Linked DNA regions of Anser cygnoides: region 1 is linked to region 2. A link is a contact called in public Hi-C data. All regions are on one chromosome and are shown on one strand. The core of a region is the stretch at or near the end of the contact, and the rest is flanking DNA. Distances in the headings are between cores, read along the strand shown.

What was found. A called contact is a pair of places that touch in the nucleus more often than the background predicts.
Region 1: a contact with region 2 is called in a Hi-C map of fetal liver, with 2.3 times the contacts expected there. The contact joins the promoter of PCSK7 here to the promoter of ZPR1 in region 2. A contact is called at or near these places in 3 of 7 Hi-C or Micro-C datasets (fetal liver and liver).

Annotation. Positions count from the first base shown.
Region 1 is chr21:3,155,652-3,160,415 of Taihu_goose_T2T_genome, forward strand. It overlaps PCSK7 (proprotein convertase subtilisin/kexin type 7), which reads right to left and starts at 1,553. Exons shown (of 16, transcript XM_066981148.1): 1 at 1,420-1,553; 2 at 202-696. The coding sequence starts at 684. RNF214 (ring finger protein 214) reads left to right here and starts at 1,562. Exons shown (of 15, transcript XM_066981149.1): 1 at 1,562-1,707; 2 at 1,784-2,033; 3 at 2,139-2,198; 4 at 3,043-3,183; 5 at 3,868-4,007. The coding sequence starts at 1,625.
Region 2 is chr21:3,019,598-3,024,698 of Taihu_goose_T2T_genome, forward strand. ZPR1 (ZPR1 zinc finger) reads right to left here and starts at 3,828. Exons shown (of 14, transcript XM_048063526.2): 1 at 3,643-3,828; 2 at 3,392-3,553; 3 at 2,882-2,972; 4 at 2,645-2,715; 5 at 2,370-2,456; 6 at 2,162-2,284; 7 at 1,911-1,964; 8 at 1,744-1,810; 9 at 1,471-1,541; 10 at 816-905; 11 at 587-697; 12 at 218-304. The coding sequence starts at 3,780.

The DNA.
Region 1 (4,764 bases), core at 303-2,802, 130 kb after region 2:
AGCACGTGGCCAGCACTGGGCAGGATGCTGCCTCCTCCCGTTATCATGGCGAGCACGAGGAGGGCAGGGCAAGCTCTCGGCCTGCTTCCTCCTGGCTGCAAGGAGAGATAGTCGCTGCTTTGCCCACCACGTGACAGCTCGCTTGTAACCACACAAAGGGCCCGAGATCGCTGGCGAGACTGGAGCAGGAAAACCACTCACCAGATGCCACTGCTGGGGGTATTTGGGATCATTAAAGTGCAGGCTGCGTTTGGAGCGTTTCAGAAGCTTCTGTTCCGAATGCCACCGCACGCTGTCATGCTGTGCAAACAAAGTGTCCACCGATCTCCTTATTGCTTCGTGTTCGGGCGTCGTGTGGCTGTCGGGCTGGTAGGCGAAGAGGTAATGGCCCTTGAGCTCCCCGATGCGGCCCATGTTCACCAGCCCCGCAGTCCGGGCCAGCTCTTCTGCCTGCTGCTCCAGTTCCTCCTCCGGCACGTCCAGGCTGACAGCCCACGCCAGCTTGCCGTGCCCGTGCGCCGTGCCCCGGCCGTCAGCGCCGGCAGCGAGCTCTGTGCCGGAGGCGAGTCCGTGCGGCAGCACGAAGGGGATCCAGGCTGCGCTCAGCCAAAGGCACGTGTGGATACAGCGCGTGGCCTCCATCCCGGCACTCCATAGCGGCGCCCTCCGCTTCCGATGCGGCATCAGACAGGCAGGCTGCAAAGAGCAAAGCAAACAGACGGTGAGAGGCTCAGCCACGGCTCCCCAGGAGCCCAGGGTTCGCCGCCGATCCCCCGATCCCCTCCCAGGACAGCAGCAGCGCACGGTGCGGGCACGGACCCTGTGCCGCCAGGCCTCGGGGCCCTCCCGGTGAGGCAGCACGGGGAGAGCCGCCGGTTCCCCGGGCTGTGCTCGGGCCTTGCGTGGCGGGGCCGTCAGGGTCCCCCCGCGCCCCGGCTGTCCCCCGGGGAGCACCCGCAGCTTCCTCCTGCCGCCAGGGCCCAGCCCGCGCCGCAGAAAGCCGAACAGAAGCCGCCGGCACCCGGCTCCCCCGGGACAAACCCTGCGGGAAGCGCCCCGCCGCCCGCACCCCGCTGCCTCCTGCGGGCCCCGGGGGTCGCACCGAGCCCCCTGCCCGCCGCCGCCACCGCCTCCCCGGGGCTCCCCCCCCGCACCTCACGGCGGTCACCTCGGCCCCCCCCCCCCCCCGGCCTCCCGCCCCCCCCGGCCCGGTGTCCCGGTGTCCCGGTGTCCCGGTGTCGGGCTCCCGCCGGCCCCGAGCCCTCCGCCCTCCTCCCCGCTCGCTCCCAGGCCCGGGGCCAAAGTCCGCGGCGGCGTGGCCGGCCGGGAGCCTGCGGCGGCCCCAGCGGGACGGACGGCGCTGGTACCGGGGGGGGGGGGCGGTAGGAGGGCCGCCGGTCCCCGCCGGTCCCCGCTCACCGGGCATGGGCCGGCGGCGGCCGCCGGTGCCGCTCCGCTGCCGGTGCCCGCGGCCGCTGACAGCCCCGCCCGGCCTCCGCTCCGCCAGAGGGCGGCCGCCGCTCCACCGCTGCCCCGCCGGCGCCGGCGGCGGAAGGGGCGGCCCGGGGCGGGCGGAGCGGCGCCGCGCCGAGCCCAGCCCCGGCCCCGGCTCCCAGCCCCAGCCATGGCCCTGGAGCGGGCTCAGGCCGAGGGCCCCGCCGCCGCCCCGCGCCTCAGCGAGCCCGGCCCCGCCGCGCCGCCCGCCAGGTGGGCCCCGGGGGGCCGGGCGGGGCGGGCCGGGCCGGGCCGGGCGGCGCCGTGACCGCGTGTTTGTTCCGAGCAGCGCCGAGAGCCGCGGCGAGGCGGCGGCCGGAGGAGACGCGGAGACCGCGGCGGCCCCCGGCGAGGCCCCGGTGCCGTCGGGGGGCGAGGGGGCGGCGGCGGAGGACGAGGAGGAGGAGGAGGAGGACGGGGAGGAAGGCCCGGGCCCTGGCGGCGGCCCCCCCGAGGCCGGCGGGCAGCGCGGAGGGGCGGCGGAGGAGCCCGAGCCCGAGGCGGCCCCCGCGAAGCCGTCGCAGAACATCGCGGTGCAGGTGGGGGCTGCGGGGCCGGCCCCGGCCCGGTCCCCGCCGGCGTTCCCCGGGGGGTCGTCGGGGCTGGCCGGGCCGCGGCTTAACGGGGTCCGTGTGCCTTTGCAGACCGACTTCAAGACGGCCGATGTGGACGCCAGCACGGATCAGGACATCGAGAAGAACTTGGTGGGTGCCGAAGCCCCGCGGACGGTCCCGGTCCTCCCGTCTGCGGTCCTGCTGGGCAGCTCGGCTGGGCCGCTGGTGCCTTGGGAGCCCGTGTTCTCTGAGCACGGGGGACGAAAAGGCTCTTGGGGCGCTTCCACGGTCAGCAAAAATGACCCGAATTCTGAACCGCTGCAGAGCAGTGGTGGTGGGGATGGCGTTTGTGGTATTTGGCAGCTCTAGCGTGTGCTATAGTTAATATGCGACCAAGAAAGATCACCCCGGCAATTCAGCGGACAGCTGATATGAATCTTGGTCTCTCTCTGGCTGCTCAGCAAGTGAAACGCCCCTGCTTTGTTTCTTTCTAAACATCTTGTTTACAAAACAAAACCATTCCCACCCAAGCAGTGGATTTTCATTATTTGCGTACCAAATCATCCCAGAGAGTTGGGAGAAGCTTAAAAATGTTCACAGGACGTCCCAGAGCAAAGTTTTATAGCGATGTGCTGGTAAAGGAAGTAGCCGGAGGCAGGGCTATTCCTGGCGCTAGGCATCCTGATGCTGGCTCCCCTGCCCTTCCCACAGGATGTTTTTTCTCATTTAAATGCCAGCCTCGGCCTTCTTGAGCTGTCCTCTTTAGCAGGGGAAATGTAGTGGTAGCTGCAGCTCCAGGCAGTGCCTCCTTCTTCTTCTCTGACCTAGGGAGTCTGAGCTTTGAAAGTGGGAGCCAATAATGTGGCTCTTGACGATATCAACCTTGGCATCCAGTGGGCTTTCACACACTGCTGAGCTTTCCTGCTTGCATCCGTGCTGTCTCTGGTGTGAGGGAAAGGGAAGGTTCTCCCTGAATTTCTGCTCTCCCCTGCAGGACAAGATGATGTCTGAGAGGGCTTTGCTGAAGGAACGTTACCAGGAGGTGCTGGACAAACAGAGGCAAGTGGAGAACCAGCTACAGGTACAGCTTAAGCAGCTCCAGCAGCGGAGGGAGGAAGAGATGAAGAACCACCAGGTATTTAGCCGAGTCTTCTTCCTGTGTAACCTGCCCCTTAGCCCTACGCGATGAAGGTGGGCTGATTTGACCTCGTGTGCCCATGCAAGCACATTTTGTAGCATTAAGGATAGTTCCCTGCCCAAATCTGGATGCTGAGCCTGAGCAGTTCAGAAGTAAGTTATAGTACAGCATTTTACGTATATATCTGTTCCTGCTGGCGATCTTGCAGCATCTCTTCAACAAGCACAGGAGCTTTTCCCCATGAGTGCTGGCCGGGTGAGCAGTGTGAAGTGAGGAGAACTAACTCCACAGCATTATTTAGATCTCTGTAGCCACTGCTCACGGATCCCTAGCTTAAATAAGAGATTTGCAACTAGCTCTGCGGTGGCTCAGGTTAGGATAAAAGGAACCATCGGTGGTGTATTGCCTAGAAGTAGAGTAGGGAGCAGGAGAAGGAGTGCCCCAAAGTTCTTCTAAGGAGACAGGAGAACACGTAGTTCAGACTTTCTGTCTGTCTCCTGTGTTTCCTCGTGATAACCTCTATGAATCACGTCTAGATCTACTAAAAAGAAAGATTCCGATGACGCGTGTAATCTCATAATCTCTCTTCAATTTTGTTAAGATATTAATGGATTTAAAAACAAAGAAAAGCATTCCTTGGGAATTTTGCTCTTCATTTGTGCGATGCTTATGTTACTCTAGGAGATCTTGAAAGCAATTCAGGATGTTACAATCAAGCGAGAAGAGACAAAGAAGAAGATGGAGAAAGAGAAGAAAGAATTCCTGCAGAAAGAGCAGGATCTGAAAGCAGAAATTGAGAAACTCTGTGAGAAAGGCAGAAGGTATTAATATGAAAAAACAAGTATTTTTTTAGGAAGAAAAGTGTAAGTTAACTTCGATGTATATCTGATCAAGTAAAAGAGGATCACTTGAAACTTTTTGGAAGCGGCAAGTATTTTGCTGAGCATTTCAGGACGGGCCTGTGCAGTTTTGAGTGGATTCAACTACAGCAGAGCAGCTTTTGTATACAGACGATCTCAAAGTGAAATTCCGGGCAGCAGGTTGTTCTACCTGTTAGATATTCGTATGGACAGAACTTGGCAAAGATAACCTGCTGTTCTGCTGGGCTCTGCTGCGTCTTTGTGAGTCCAGAGCCTTTCAGCAGGGGGCAGGACTGTTCAGTTACGGTGTCAGGGTTAGGGTCTTGTTGTTTTCTGTTGTACATTTCTTGGTTTCTTGTTAAGTTTCCCTCTTAAGCAGCCTACCTATACCTAATGGTTTGAAAGACTCGGCTGTGGTCAGACTTTGCTGTGAGGTAGGCAGCATGCTCTGTGCGAAGAGTCTTGCTGGTTTCAGAGGGGTTCTAAAGCAGGCAATGTGATTCCTTTGCAAAGAGCCTAGGGTTCCTTTGCATGGTGAATTTGTGCTTTTATAGAGCCATTCTGACATGTCTTCAAGGTCTGATTTTTTTTAGTTTTAATTTTTAATTTGAGGGCTCAGTGACTTTTTGGATAAACCGTTTTAGTAACGGCTCCAAGTGCTCAGCCTGCTTCCCCCCTGAAGGGACTGTTGCAAAGTACGTGTCGGAGTGGCACAGCT
Region 2 (5,101 bases), core at 2,578-5,077:
GCATTTCTGGTACCAAGAGATCCACGGCACACTTCAGAGTGTTTAACATTTTCGTTAGTTAACAGCAGCTGCTTGACAAACATGTGAGAGCACAGAATACAAGCATAGAACAGCTCAAAGAGGTTCTGTGGCACTCGCCCTGGAGTTCAGTTAAACACACTCCATTAACTGGAACGACAAAACCACATTGGAGTTTGAGGGTTAAGAGGACACTCACCTCTTGCAGTCTGCCAACAAACTCTTGCAGCTTTTCTTTTTTGCTTGGAGTAGAGCTGTCCCCCAGAGTGAAGGGGTTTCTCTCAACCTGGAAGAGCAGACCCAGCACTTACGCAGGGCAGGAGAAACCCAGGAGAAACCCAGTCCCACAGTGTCCTTACCACACACAGGCCAAACATTAATACAGAGCTCTGGCTCTCATTAATACTGAGCTCTGCTGAGTGTCGAGAAGGACCCTTCAGCACAAGCACAACCAACACACCGTGCTGGGAAGGGAACAAGAAGCATGAGAGGAGCAGTGCACTGCTCTGCAGAGGAATACAAACACTTCTGGCATAGCTCCACTAGACAGCAGCACAGGACCACTTACCAGGTCTTTGATGTCCTTCAGCAGCCCTTCCAACGTGGTGAATTTCCCTCCCAGTGCTCCCATTCCCAGCTCAAACTCCAGCTCTGGAATCTCCACGCTGCACGTCTCCGACTGTAACAGGGACCCCCACCTGAGTCCTGACAGCCCACCCCACAGCTGGGCCACCAGGCACCCTCTGCAGGGGGGGGCAGTCAACAAGCAGGCGGGCAGGTATCCGAAGGCTCTTCACCTTTAGGATGTCTCTTGTCATGTCCGAAGGATCTGTAATCCGAAGGGTAATCCTGGTGCCCTGGGGTTCTATCGCTCCTCCAGACTTCACCTAGGAACACCTGGCAGTCAGTGGCCCCGACTTTTTTACTGGTCAGGCCATAGTTTATATAGAAGTCAGGCCATGACGCCCTCAGAGGGGCTGCTCTGGCAGCTCTGAGCTCGCAGTGCCAAGGCTGCACCAGACGCAGGGACAGCCCCTTACACTTAGGGAACTCAGGCAGGTTTGGAGCTCGATGACCCTCTTTCACTAAACGCAGCTCTTCTGTACAGAACTCTCTTCCCTCATTTGGGGAACTCAGGAGCCTTCCAGCAAGTTGAACAGACCCAGCCTAACCTCGCTGTACGCGTCAGCTTCAGCACAGCTTGCAGGTGATCTGGCCCCCACCCATAAGCAAGTCAGTTTTTCAGCTTTATGCTCAGTGCAGTGCACTTCATCAATGTACCTCATGAGACAGACTGTGAGCCCAGCCTCCCTGCTTGGCTTGCCCAAACTGCTGCGTTTTGAGCAGTGTGAAACACTGGCAGGGAGTCTGAGAAACATCTATCCATAAAAGAACAGAAGAACTCCCCCCAACACACAAAAAGAAGAAGAGCTCCATAGTTTACCAGCTCACCTCATTTGTCCTGTGCCCACAGGAGTCACAGTTTGTGGCCATGATAATCACTTCCTTGAAGTGGGGGATTTCTGGAGCAGGCAGTCAAGGAAAATTCAACAATAGAAAAATCTCAAAGTGGCCTGTGCCCTCTGCTAGATATCATTTATTCATGCCTTATGGATGCAGCAGAATAGGTCTAGGGCAGCACACAAAGCAACCCTCACCCTGGCCTTTGCACAGACCCCAGCAGACGCCACCAGCCTGACCCCCGTGCTGTCACTCACAGGATACGCACTAGCTTCATGTTTGTGTTAGCTGGAGCGTTGCACTCGGGGCAGTTGGTGTTGAACTGCAGTACCTAGATCAAAGGAACAAAAAGGGCAGTCAGGGAGTATCAGCCAGCCCCATGTACCAGAGTCACCTCGACACAGTCGTCATGAGATTGCAAAGTCACCCACCTCATTCCTCAGATCCTCTGCAGAATCAGCTGGCTTCTCATCCAACTCCTCTCCCTGCAACAGGAGAGGCCAGAAACAGCATTAACTTCTACCTGCACCTGCCTTTTCATTTGGGGTCTCCCAGGCAGCGAGGGACAGAGGAGTGCATGCCCAGGCCATGTGGCCTCACACGTGCAGAAAGCTGACACCACACCACCAGCGATGGGGAGGGCACAGCCGGCCAGGAAGGGAGCACAACACCCCCACGTTACCTCAATCCCCAGCATGGCAGCCTGCTGGGGAGTCCTCTTGTAATGAGTAACCACAAGAGCTTCATCCTTCTGTGGTGCATAGGGGTTCTCCACAAAGCTGTTCCCTGAAGGATCATCTATGATCTACAGCAGAAGAGAGCCAAAGAAAGCCTTAGGAAGCCAGCCCACACTTCCAACAGAATCGGTCTGCCCTTCTGCACATACTTACAAATGTGAAGGGGGAATGTACTTCTTTTAGCTGCTTTAATTTACCAATGAACTCATCTATTTTACTTGCCACCTCTTTGTCTGTTGCCTGCAAAGAGAGGGACACATTTGAGAGTGACGTCAGGGGTAACCCAGAGCTGAAGATGATGCTGTCAATAGAACAAACCAGAGCCTGATACGCTTCTAATCAGCAGAGTGGAGAGCCAATAGGTAGGGGAGCAACAAAGTAAGCATGTACCAAATCTCTAAAGAGATTCCTCTTTCACAGCATCTTACCCAGCGGACAGGCTGGTCCTGCTCCAGGCCCGCAACAGCTCTGTCAATTATGCCTTCAATGGTGGTAAGAACTTGAAAGGGAGAGAAAACAGAAGCATCGGCAGCATTAAGTACACCACAGCAGTGGTGCTGGCCCTGCCAGCTCGCACTGACCACACGCACAGACACGAGGCCGGCTCCTCACACTGCCTTGGAGGTGATGGAGGCATGCAAAGGGGGCGCAGGCGCCATACCCACCTCCTTTCTGGGAGAAGGCAGGGATCTCAAAGTCCAGCTCTGGAATCCGAGTCGTGGCGCAGTCAGTCTTCACAACCTCCCTGTTCATGTCCTGCACGCGACAGTTCACGATCGCCACGAGCACCCTGCGCAGGCCCAGCACCTCCCACACCCTGCCGAGCACGCCGGGGCACGCAGCTCTCCCGGAGCAGCAGCCTTAGCCCCGGGCCAGCTCCAGCAGCCTCCCCGCTTGCTGTGGCGCACGGCCGGGACGCCACGCTTGGAGCTGGGGTTTCGGGGACCGCTCAGCGCCCAGCTCAACCCCTGCCCCCCCCACCCGAGGGGCAGCCTCCTCACAGCCCCGGCGAGGCCGGCGGACGCCCCTCATCACAGCAGGGCACGCATGGAGAGCCCCGCACCGCCGCGGCCGCGCGCTCAGCGCCACGCCACCGTTACTGCCGTCACGGCCCGGGGCTCAGCGCTGCGCTCCCGGCAGGATGAGGCCCGGCGCGGGACAGGGGCGCCGCTCACCTGCCGGGAGGCCACGGCCAGGGCGTAGCGCACGCCGCGCTCCTGGATGCTGCCGGCCGCCTGGATCTCGGCGTCGGCCCAGCCGCAGGCCCCGCAGGAGAAGGAGCTGACGATGAGCTCCCTGAAGAACGGCACCCGGGTCAGCAGCAGCCGCGTCACGCCCTGCAGCGGGGCACGGTGAGGTGCGGGGGCCGCTCCCGGCCCCGCCGCCGCCGCCACCACCGCCCCCCGGCCGCCCCCCGGCGCCTCACGTTGCGGTGGCACTTCATGCACAGCGACTCGATCTCCGCCGGCCGCTGCTCGCCGTCCTCGGCGCCCACGGGGCGGAACAGGGCGGCCGCGGCCCCCCCCGGCCCGGCCCCGGCCTCCGCCGCGCCCAGCGCCGACATCTTGCGGCACGGCGCGGCCCGCACCGCGCCTGCGCGCCGGGCCGCCACGTGAGGGCGGGGACACGTTGTGGGGGGGGGGGGCGGCCACGTGAGGGCGGGGCCACGTGGGGAAGGGGGAGGGAATCGGGGGAAGGCGGGCGGGGCGGCGCGTCTGTTATGAATGGCCGCGCCCGGGAGGCCACGCCCACTGGGCGGTGGCCACGCCCCCTCCTCGTGGCCCCGCCTCCTCCCACGCGTGTCCGAGTCTCCCCGCGGCCCCCGCAGAGCGCGTGGAGCCGAGGAGGAGGAGGAGGGGGAGGAGGGGGAGGAGGAAGGCAGGGCTTCGCGGAGCAGCCTGCAGAGCCCGGGGACGGCCGCCCCCAGCAGGACGTGGGGCCCGGGTGAAAATCGCCCAAACGTGGGCCCGGGTGGGGGTGCTCTGGGCGGGGGCAGGCGGCCCCCCCGGCAGCGCTGGGTCTGTGGGCTCCTGCCGGTGGCTCAGCGAGTCACGGAACACCCCGGGGACACGGACACGGACACGGACAGGGCAGCACGCGGATATCACGGGACGGGTTCAGGGCACCCTGTGAATCCACCCCCTGAGCCGCGTGAGCAGGGACGGCCGGGGGGGGCTGCTCCTTCACCCCCTGCCTGGCTCTGGGCCGCCCCCCTGCCGCGGGCAGCCTGGGGTAACCGTGGCACCCACCCGGCAGGGAGGCCAGGAGGGTGAGCAGACGCGCAGCCTTCGGGGTCATGATCTGCGGGGTGATCCAGCAGCAGTGGAGCTGTAGGAGAAGGAGAAAAGGAGGCGTCAGCTCGTGCCGCAGCTCCTGTCCCTTCGGTCCTGCATCGCGCTCCCCAGGCACACCGGGGTAACGTCGGTCCCCAGGGGAGCTGCGAGGCGAGGCCGGCCGTGCTCTCCTGGGGACGAGGCGTCCCAGGGCCGGGCGGCTCCCTGCCCCTTACCTGGCCGCTGCTCACCTCCCGCATCCCCCGTGCGGGGTGCCCGGCACGGGCTCACTTCATACGGGCGCCCACGGGAGGCAGAAGAGCCCGGCGATAAGCGCATCGGCAGCGGGAGACCTTTTGGACCTCACGCCATGTAAATGCAACGTGGAGGTTCACCGGCGTGCCTGAGGCATGACGTGAGTGCAGGCATCTGACCACCGCCTGCCCGCGCATCCATGCCCCGCGCCAGCCCGGACCCCCGGCCGGCCAGCCTCAACCCCCCCGGGCTGCAGCCCCGAGCCCACCCGCTCCCTGAGCATCCACACCTGGGGACCACAAAACCCCAGCCCTGGCAGGGTTCGCCCATTTCTTTTAGAGATTTTCCCCCAGTGAA